Regions from separate parts of the Gossypium hirsutum genome. Here region 2 is linked to region 1. Evidence: chromatin contacts called from public Hi-C data. All regions are on one chromosome and are shown on one strand. Each heading gives the region's core, a stretch centred on a gene start, on an enhancer-like site or on the middle of the called end of the contact. The rest is flanking DNA. Distances are from core to core; before and after follow the strand shown.

The links. A called contact is a pair of places that touch in the nucleus more often than the background predicts.
Region 2: a contact with region 1 is called in a Hi-C map of leaf, with 4 times the contacts expected there. The contact joins two enhancer-like sites. A contact is called at or near these places in 6 of 34 Hi-C or Micro-C datasets (callus, fibers, hypocotyl and 1 more).

What each region holds. Positions count from the first base shown.
Region 1 is chrD06:30,381,235-30,386,441 of Gossypium_hirsutum_v2.1, reverse strand. LOC107889745 reads right to left here. Exons shown (of 20, transcript XM_016814338.2): 19 at 3,951-4,073; 20 at 3,053-3,512. The coding sequence ends at 3,408. Among protein-coding and RNA genes, the nearest start is that of LOC107889745, 29 kb to the right of the region's middle. Within about 2 kb of position 1,806, at least 1 of the 9 cell types and tissues checked has an H3K27ac peak or open chromatin away from gene starts, as enhancers often do. A contact at or near this core is called in leaf, where this site is marked.
Region 2 is chrD06:30,427,344-30,432,851 of Gossypium_hirsutum_v2.1, reverse strand. It overlaps LOC107889722 (cleavage stimulating factor 64), which reads left to right. Exons shown (of 10, transcript XM_016814288.2): 9 at 180-431; 10 at 1,480-2,007. The coding sequence ends at 1,629. Among protein-coding and RNA genes, the nearest start is that of LOC121218838, 6.9 kb to the right of the region's middle. Within about 2 kb of position 3,176, at least 9 of the 9 cell types and tissues checked have an H3K27ac peak or open chromatin away from gene starts, as enhancers often do. A contact at or near this core is called in leaf, where this site is marked.

The DNA of each region.
Region 1 (5,207 bases), core at 557-3,056:
CGAGGAAGGGTTAGCACCCTCGTAACGCCCAGAAATTGGTACCTAGTTAATTATCTAACGTCTTGATGTTGAAAATTGAGAACTTGAAAGAATTAAAAGTACGATCCTTGTATTAAACATTAAAAATTTGGGAAAAGAAGCATATTTTATGTTAATCGAGAAAGAGAATCGTATCCAGTAAGTTAGGACACAATATCTCGAATTCCCAATATACAAAAAAATGCTTATTTAAAAAGTATTTAACTATCTTGGATTAGAAAAGGAATCACGACTAGTAAGTTAGGACACGATCCTTTTTAAATTCCCGATATCGTTTAAAACTTGAGTTTGAAAAGATTCGTGTATTTAGATTTATTGGGAAAATCGAGACCCAGTAAGTTAGGGTACGACATTCTCAAATCTAAACACAAGATTTTGCTTATTCAAAAAATCGTAGTTTATGCATTGAAATAAATTAATCCAACATGAAATAATAAAACACGATGTTAATACTCGTAACAAAACGATATTGAATACAATAGTGCAAAAATAATACGAGCGATTGTAACAAAAATAAGATAAATACAAAGTACGAATCAATAACATACGAAATAGTAATGTATACGAGTAAATAAAATTAAAGCATTCATTCAAATCAATAATGAAAATGAAACAAATAAATAGATGAGTAAGATTATAAAAAAGGTAAAAAGATATATGTGTGTGTGTAAAATTATAAAAATGTGAAAAATCTATGTATGTAAAAATATATGTAAATATGTATGTGTACGTTTATGTATATACATAAAGTTATGAAATATATAAAGTATAAAAGTAAGTATATGTATATGTTTTTATGAAAATAAAACGTACATATATATTATGTGCATGTATGCATTATAAAGTATATGAAAGTATATGTATACAAGGATATATACATAAATGAGATATAAAGTATATAGATGTGGAAATTAAAAATACGTATATAATATAAGGTATAAGATATAAAGTATATAAGTATATATTTATGAAAATTGAAAATATATATATATAGACATGCAGCTATATACATAAAATAATAAAAGATAAATATGTATAAATGCTCATAAAAATAAAATATGTGTGTTCGTATATTAAAGTATAAAATATAAATAATATATATCTAAGTAGCTATACATATGTGAGTAAACTTGGAAAGTTATACGAGTATACATGTTATAAAAATATGTATATATATATAATTATGAAATGTATGAAAATGTAAGTATATGTGTATAAGTATGCATATATATAACATAATCCAAAAACAGTATAAATGGATAAATAATAAGGCAAATAAGAAAATAAAAGCAATAATAATAATGATAATAAAACTAATTAATTTTAAGATAAAAAATAATTATTTTAAAATAAAATAATAAAAAGCGGAACTAAATTAAAAACAAAGCAAAATCCTTGGGGAGGAAAGTTAAAAAAAAAAGGACCAGATTGGAGGGAAACCCAGAATCGGAAGGACTGAAAGGGTAAATAGACCCTCAGTCCGAAACACGCGGATCCTTGGGGTCCATCGGGTCAATGCGCGGGTCGAGCCCAATACGGCGCCGTTTTGGAGTCACTGATCAGACTCCAAACGGCGTCGTTTCAAACATCACATAAGGGCCAAGAAGAACCCTAATCTGATAGCCTCCATTCATTTTTTAAACAAACAAAGAAAAAGAAAATAAAAAAAAAAGCAAAAAAGGAAAACTGAGAGCCCGAATGCTCTCCTCCCTACGCCTCTCTCGGCCCTTAAGCTGAGGCCCCCATCTCCGCTTCCATGGCCAATGGCCGGAGTTGCACGAGAACGGCCCCTAGGCCTCCCCCTTTTGCGGCGTCCCCTAAGCTAAGCCTTCTCAACCGCGAGATCAAAAGGAAAAGGGATGAGACGCCCCTTTTGGCTCGACTCCGACGACGGTAAGGGTGGGGTTCCGACACCAGCCCGTCGAAGCGGTAAGGTATTTTCTCCTCTCCCTTTCAATTCCTTTTTCTTTGTTGAACGAGTGCGAAAAAAAAATAAACAATAAAAAAAGAGTAAAGTAAATAAGAAACAAGAATAGAGAAGAATAAATTGGAGTCAACCTTTTGACCTGTTTTTCTTTTTTTGAATTCAAAACGCTGTGTAAAAAAAAATTGTACAGAGATATTGTTTGGCTTTTATAGCCTTTTACATTGTATTTTTATTGTATTTTGCTGTCTTGCACTCTCTGTTGCGTGCTCCTGCCTTTTTTATCATTTTTTGCAGGCGTTGATGAAGCTAGTAGCGGCGGGTGGCGATGGGACAAAACGAATGATGATGGCAAAGGGATGGGCGCGGTGCTAGGCTTGGCTAGGGTTTCCGTTTTCTGAAACCCTTGACTGGGTTCTGGGCCTGTTGGGCTTATTGGGCCGTTTGGGCTCTGTTAATTGGGCCCGGGCAATAATTGGGCTGTACATAAAGTAAAATGGTTTGAAATTCATCAAGTGATTTGAGTTTTACCATCCCTAGTAAGAGAGGAAGGGAAGAAAAAAAATTTACAGTGAAGGCTAACAGAGTTTTTAAATACTCGATTAAACAAGGTTAGGCAAAAGGGAAACAAGGCAAAGAAGGTCACTAAGCTTGACAAGGTGTACGGCAATTAAGGCTAAAACAATGAACCCCAGGAAAGAACCCTAAAACTAATATCATGCTGAAAATTGAAAACTGCTATGTTTAATTGGAAAAGAAAAGTGTTGGAAATTGAAAATAAGAATTCTACACTTTAATCTGAATATTACTGTTGAATATATACCCTTACCATCCAAAACATAAATTACTACATCAGATCACATACTATACCTTAATAAATTAGAAAAAAAAATCAACATAGGCTTAATTCTAAGGATGCAATCCATCAGAGTCTCTTATCTAGCAATTTCCTAGAATAGCTAACTAGTTACAGTTTTCCCACAAGTAGACCCAGACCAGGGCAATGGATTTCAACTATTAAAATTCTTATGAAATAACTTGCAAACAGAAAAAAAACAGTATGAACCAGAGAGGCAAAATTTCCAGGACTTCCAAAACAATCAAAGTTTAGACTAACCGTTGTTGAATTGCCAGTAATTTTACAAAAAAAATTCCACTGTTTATTGGTTTCAGATCTCACATGAACATTCTCCTGCAATGCTCTGCTCATGCTCAGCTGGGACTTTGTAATAAGCTTTAACTTTCATATTTAGAGATGCTTGGGAAAAGAAACTAAATTACAAGACACATACATGTCATTCCAACTGAAAGCTCTCGTTTTGAACAACTTTTTTGTTGACATCTTAATTTGCAAGTCAATGTTGCTTCGATCAAAACCCTCCCTTATGCAGTTGCTTGAAGTTTTCATCCAGTTGAGACAATCATGAAAAGCTGTAACTAAGAATCATAAAAAGATTCTCTGGATAGTCCGAGCAGAAGCACGGGAAATCAGCCTTCTAGCCAGATCAGCTGGTAAGCGAAGAAGTTGCTGTTGCAATTCAGGCGGCAGCTGCCACATGCATTTAGAGTAATAGCTAAATAGGGTGCAGATTTCCATGCATACAAAAGATGCTCAAGCATATGAATGTAGTTCTACAGTTCAAGGCAGTGTGGATCTACTTAAAGAATCTTTATCATTATAATAAAGCTAATTCTATTAAAATTGTAAGCACCAATCTGGACGAGGTATTGGAAGAATAAACTAAATCACAACAGCAGAAAATAGAAATACATGATATCAAACAGCTTGTAAAAGTTAAAAGCAGGAGAGAAACGGCCAGGAACCAAAGCCAAGGAAAACCCCAGCTGCACAAAAATTTGGGCTGAAAGCATACAGCTGAATGGAACAGAGGCAAATGGTTTCAAGCAAACGTTGAGGTTATAAAAAAGAAAAAATGAATTAATTGGTGTAAGGATCCTATAAAACATGTCTCCTCTTAATGATTACCTCAGGAATAATAGAAAGCATGGCCAGAATTTCTGAAACTAATGCAGGTTGATACGAAAGCAGTGATGATTCCTCCAGGTATGCGCTTTGATTATTGTTGGGGTTGCCAATTCCATTAACTTCCTAAAGCATAAGAATTTGAAGTCAGACTATCCTCCAAGACAGTAATAAATTTAAAGTACTAGCCTCACTAGATTATAGGCAGCATAAGAAATGCAATGACCATTTCACGTTTTATGAGATATCAAATGCGTTCTTCACAATGTTAGCTGATCAACATTCCAGTTAGTATATAGGATCAGATTGCTTGATAATAGTACATCTATAAATTGTATGAACCTAATTAGATTTATGAACAAAGCTCTAAAATTATTACAGAAGTACAGATCTACTTACATTCCTGACAGATCAAAGTTTCACTTCTAGATATTCAATTTCATAACCAATTATAACAGAATATTATTTATGAAAGTCATCTATTTTTAATAAGCTTAACTCAATATAACAAGCCTCGGTAGAACAATGACTGATGTTTGACACATTTGAGTAATCCTTTTCTAGTCTATGAGGTGGTCCAAGTTAGGAGAAAATTCAGTTCTACAACTATGGCTATTGCAGAAAGTAGAACTAGGGTTTAAGATTCAATGAGCTTTGATTTAACACTGATCTCCTAGCAGTAGTTACATAGAGGTGAAAACTTTTGCTGTTGTGGAGGATTTACATGTCAACAGAAAGAGAGGAACGCCAACATTAAGAAAGTATTGAAACTATACAAGAATATTATACATCATTGCACTGAGCTTAATTATAGGGTTTTGAATAGTGTACAAAAGTGGAATATGATTTACCATCCAAGATTATATTTACTTATCTGAGTGCGGCATTTTTAATGTGGTCAACCTTGCAAACATATTCATTTGTTAGAAGTGTTTTAAATATAATCTGAGAGTTCCATCAAAATTCCATGTTCACAGTAATATTTAATTGTCTACCCGTATAGGTCCATCAACTTCTAACGATTTAGAAAATCCACAAGGCCTCAACATCTTCGTCTAAACAAGTGGACTTGTATCAAAGATAAGTAAACTTGCCTTTTTCCCCTTCATTTGTCAACTGTTCAGTACATTCTAAAATGATATGCCAAATACTTAAACTCTCACCTCAAAGGATTTTTTATTGCTTTCAAGACCTGCCAACAAAAACATGAGGCGGTGAAATGTTCTCAAGTTGATCATGTCTTCCTTGGACATAAAAGAG
Region 2 (5,508 bases), core at 1,927-4,426, 45 kb before region 1:
AAGAATTAGTTCTCTTTTTAGGGTAGCATGTTTTTGAGTAGTTAACTAGAAGAATTAGTTATTTCCATTGTTCTAAAATTCAAATAGTTAATAAGATTCTCACTCTCAGTGTAGTATAACAATGGTTGGTTGCTTTTAGTATCCTAGAGTGGTGCATTAACTTTTTTTTTTAATTACAGCCTGGTCCATCAATAACACCAGTCTTTGCAGAGAAGTCAAGTGCGGTTCACTGTCCTTCAGCAGCAATAAATAGGCCATCAAAAATGGTAAAATTAGATGATGGAAGTAGCAGCTCTTCCTCAACAGGGGCTTTGAATATATCCAATGCAAGTGGTTCCCGAATATCACAAACATTTGGTGTTGATTCAACACTTTTCAATAAAATAACTAGATCAGAAGAGGTGCAATATGCTGAGAAGCCGGTTTCTCAGGTATAATCAGTGATAGCAGAAGTTACAACAATGCATACTGTATTGTGAGTTCCTTTTTTATTTGTTATTGCTTAAACCTAAAATGGCAGGTCATTCTTGAGGGTTAAGTGGAAGGGTTGGTATCGGTTTCATGCAAAAGAAACATAGTTTCTCAAATTATAACTTCTTGATTTAGTTTGTTATTGGGGCTAGATGCATGCATCGCAGTCCTGATGTCTATTTAATCATTTGCTGAACTGCAAACATGAAGCGAATAAAAATTAACCATCCCAAACGTATTGATTAAGTGAATTTAATCAAGTTAATGATATGCATAAAAATGGTTAAGGTTGTAATTTAAATGTGGTCCTATGTTAAACTATTTCCTCTGATCTCATTGTTCGAAAGACTTAAATCTGTGCTGTTTTAATTATGCCTAAATAGATGGAAAGTGAGGTTTATACAAGTTCAAACTTGTTATCAAATGTATGGTTTTTGTAGTACTTTCAATTTCAGACCATCAGGTCCGATGTGTTTTGTCTGGTTAACCAACTTTAATATTATTATCTATCTCAGTTTCTTGTAACTGTAAATCTCTTGACTTTTAGAGAGATGTAGAAGTAGGTTAAGAAAAATAGTTTATCAATGCTTTCTTGTGTCATATCATCTTTCACTGTTGACTAAATAAGATATGACAGAGTCTATATATGTTGCCACAAATGGATTCTAAGGTTACAGTTTGATCCTTCAAGGACTTTATAAATGCTTGCTGTCTACTGCAATAGGAACTTTCTATCTTCATGCCATATATTCACTAGGACCTGTTAACATCTCTAATGACCAAATTGTCAAGGACAAGCACTAGTCACCACAACAGTTTTGTGGTACGGAAGTAATGCTATGCATATCTGTATCTGAAAAACATGGCATACTTTTAATAAAATTTGCACGATTTTGTGCAAATCATAGTTCAATATGATTGATTTGATAATAAATCACATAATTCATGTTGAACTAACCAATGCTATTGTAGTATGGCGTGATCTCACATCCTGTTGCTCTTTGTCAGCCACAACTCGCACCTGATATGGAGTCTGTTTTACTACAGCAAGTGCTAAGCCTAACACCGGAGCAGTTGAGTTCATTGCCACCTGAACAACGCCAACAAGTCATTCAACTTCAACAGGCATTGCGACAAGATCAGATGCAGGCATCATAGCTAGCAGACTTCCAATGCAAGGTGTTGTCTTCCATCATCTTTTAACTTACTGGAAGGAGTAGCACTCTGCTGTCTATTCATTGTTTTCTGAATGCGTGTAAAATTATTTTATTAAAATTATTTTATTTTTGCAGAAGAATACAGTTCTAGATTTGTTAATCAAATAAGCATAGACCATGAATGTAACATTTATAAGCTTGTTACGAGAATATAGGAATAGGAGAAAAAAGAACCAAAAGAATTTTGTATTATTTTCTCGTTGTTTGTTTTTGGATTGCCGTTTGGCTTTACCTTTTGCCTAACTTGGGACCTGTGGACTTAGGTAGTTAGCTGTGTATCAACTAAAAATTTTCGGAATTTTAGTTCAATTTTGGTTTATTCTGTATGCATGTTTGATTCTCCCGGGTTCAAATATGTGTCTGGAATGCTATTTGGCTTTTACCTATTGCCCGACTTTTAGTTAATTACACCATGAATTCCTAAAACTTTTTATTTAAATTAGTCTTCGCTTTAATGTTCGAAATACCTGATATTAGGTTTCTATGTTTGCAACAAATATAATCGATTTCAATTAGTAGGATTTAGCAACTTATCATGACCTTGGAAGAGTCAAATTTAATTTTCAACATAGCCTTTCGATATTGTATAATTTGATATTTTCTAGGTAAGTTTAAAAGTGTGGCATGATGTCTATTTTCGTTTATCCATGTTAGTCTCGTATTACTCCGGATTAATTGCTTTGGTCAAGGATTTGTGCTTAATACTAATCAAGAGCATATTGGATAAATATCATCATATCACTTGGGGGTGATGGATTTTCCTTAACCACTAATAGGTGTCTATTTGTGATATATTTTGAGTCCTTTTACTCGTGTTTTAGTGTTATTTTAGTATTTAGTACTTAGGTTGTAACGTAATAAATATAGTTGTTTGATTTTTTTTTAACAGTATAGAAGAAAATCAATTAAGCTCCTACGTTTGATGTGGCACAATGGTTGGTTAAAATTTTTTATTTCACAGGAAATTCCACGTGGAATTTTATTACAGTTGTTAAAAAAATTAAATCATGTTATATTTCAAACAAAGAAACCCTTCAACCGCATTGGGTAAAATCAGATTGAACCGACAAAATCTAAAAGTTGCGACACATTTCTATCAAAGAAATCGTACAGACTTATTGTATTCAAACCCCGATACGAATCGAACCTAGAACATAACCCATTCTATGAATCGAAACCTAATCAGAAAACCCATCTTTTGATTCGAAACCCAAAAATCCTAATCCCAAAATCAAGTTGTTCCTTCCAAAACCTAGAACGATAACTGATTGTTTGAATCTAACCCTAATTTCTGAAACCCAAACAGCTAACTCCTTATTGAAATCAAAACCCTAATTCTCTAAACCCCCAAACCCCTTTCATATTTTGAAGAAGTCGCAGGGTCGAAGCAAAATCGAATTGGTAGTGTTAGCTGTGGTGAAGTGGCTATGATAGCAACAAGATAAGCCTTTTTAAACAACTTAAAAGATTGAGATGCCTTCTGTTGTGTCTGTTTTCAACAGACTCATGGTCCCAGCTTCTGCAAGTGGCTATACGCGGACCGTATCTTTATGTTAAAGCTTAGTTTGTTTAGTATATTCCAAAAGAACCAGTAGATTCTCTTCTTTAGATATATGGGAAAATAATATTAAAATAATCATTATTATATTATTTGAACCGCCATAGTTTGTCTTTTGTGTGTAATTTTTATTATTTGATTTGAGATGTGTTAAATCTGAGAATATTGATATACTATAATATAATAATGAAGTATATATTTTATCATGTTTGTTGCAGAATGACGGGGGATGCAGGAAAAATATATGTATTAAGATATATGTATTAAGATATTTCTTTTGTGGGAACTTTGGTATAAATCCTAAATGTGATTATGTAGGAGGGACCGTAGAGAAATTCCAAGTTGACCCTGATTTGTTATGCTATTGGGGCATAATAAATAATGTAAAAGACTTGGGTTATGGGGGTAAATTTTGTATTTACTATGAGGTCCCAAATGTAGTCTTTAATGGAAATACCTTAGTCCTAGTTCATGTTGGCAACAGTGAGGCAAATGTCAAACATTTTAGAACATAGATTTGATGTAAATCTTTGTGGCAGATAGTATTGATGATGTTGATGGAGAAGTACCTGCAGGAATTAATATAGATGTTTGTGGGGGTAGTGGGAATATTGATGAGGGAATTAATACAGAGGTTGGTGGGGGTAATAGATTTAATAAAGTTTAGGGACAGGTGGCGGTGAGGGAATAATGATGAGGTGGGTCAAGGAATTAATATTGATGTGGGTTAGGGAAGGGTAGCTGTTGGCATTGTTGAAGATGCAGGTGAAGAGGTGTGGGAAGACTGTTGAAAATCAGGTATTGATTTTGAAGCTAAGGGTGAAGAAACAGGTGCCGGTAATGATGATAATGTTGAAGGGGATAGGGTTGTGGGAGATGATTTTTTAGGGAAAGATACTGAAAATGTTCATGAGGGCGAGGTTGATGGCCATGAAAGTGAGTACATGGACTCATCAGATCCAAGAGAAGATGGGGACAATGAGAAGGGTGATGATTAACTGAGGACACCATACGATGGGTAGAACTCTATAGGACATATGTATGACTCTAAATGTGTAATCCCTATATGGGAAATAAGGCTTAGGTTCCTAGATATATTTAAGGATGCTGTCAAGAAATATGCCTTCGCTAAGGGAGTGTAGTTAAGGTTCACAAAGAATGAACCAGGAAGAACAAGAGTATGTTGTAACCAAGGGTGCCCTTGGAAGTTTTATGCTAGTTATGTCAGTAGGCATAATTGTGATATTGTCAAAACATACACTCCTGTTCGTAAGTGTTATAAGATAAGTAAAAACACTTTGTTGTCTTTATATTAGTAAATATTAAATAATATTTACGGATTCACTCGTCGAATTTGTGATCTTGAAATTACTGTTTTCTACATCACATAAAATGAGTTAATACAACTCTCTTCCCTTAAGAAATTTCGTTATCGAAATTTTTACCTAAGAGTAAGTTTGGATATTATGATTTCATCAATTTTTTAGTTTTCCAAGTAACTTCTTTGATACCGTGTCAATGCCACAGTATTTTTACTAATGGTATCCGTATATTTCTCAGTTCTTTAACTTCCCGAGTTAGAATTTTAATCAATTTTTCACGCATGGTCTGTAATACAGTTCTTAAGTGTTGAACGTGTAACAGCCCGTTTTCAGTCAAATCGGAACAGTAGTTTTGTGATCACAAATTTAAGGTCGAAAAATTTATTTTATATTATTTTATTGCCTACAGCATGATAGTAATACCGTAGAAAATTTTCGTTAAGAAATTTTACTGTTTACATGCTCAATTTGATGAAAAAGACTAAATCGCGTAAAGTGTAAAAGTTGAGTTCTAGTAGCTAAATGTATTAAATAGTTATAGAACCTTAAAGTTTAAGTTCTTATATGGTAATTAGACCATAAATAGAGATAGTGGATGCACATGGCTTGGTATAAGTGTAATTAGAAATGTTTTTAAAGGTTAATTAAGTAATTTGCAAAATAAAGCTAAAACTAATAAAATAAAATAAGCCATCATATTTATTCTCATCTCTTACAACTGAAATTAAGAAAGTATGGAAGCCATGGAAGCTTGAAGTTTCAGCAAAAAAATTTACCTTGCATTGGTATGAATTTTTGTCCTATTTTTAATTATTTCTATATTTTCGGGATCGTTGTAGCTTAATCTAGCTAGCCCGGTGACTAATTTGTGAAACTGTTATCAGGATTTTAACATTAACGAATATACATGAGTTTTGATTTTTGATGATAGAAAATGAAT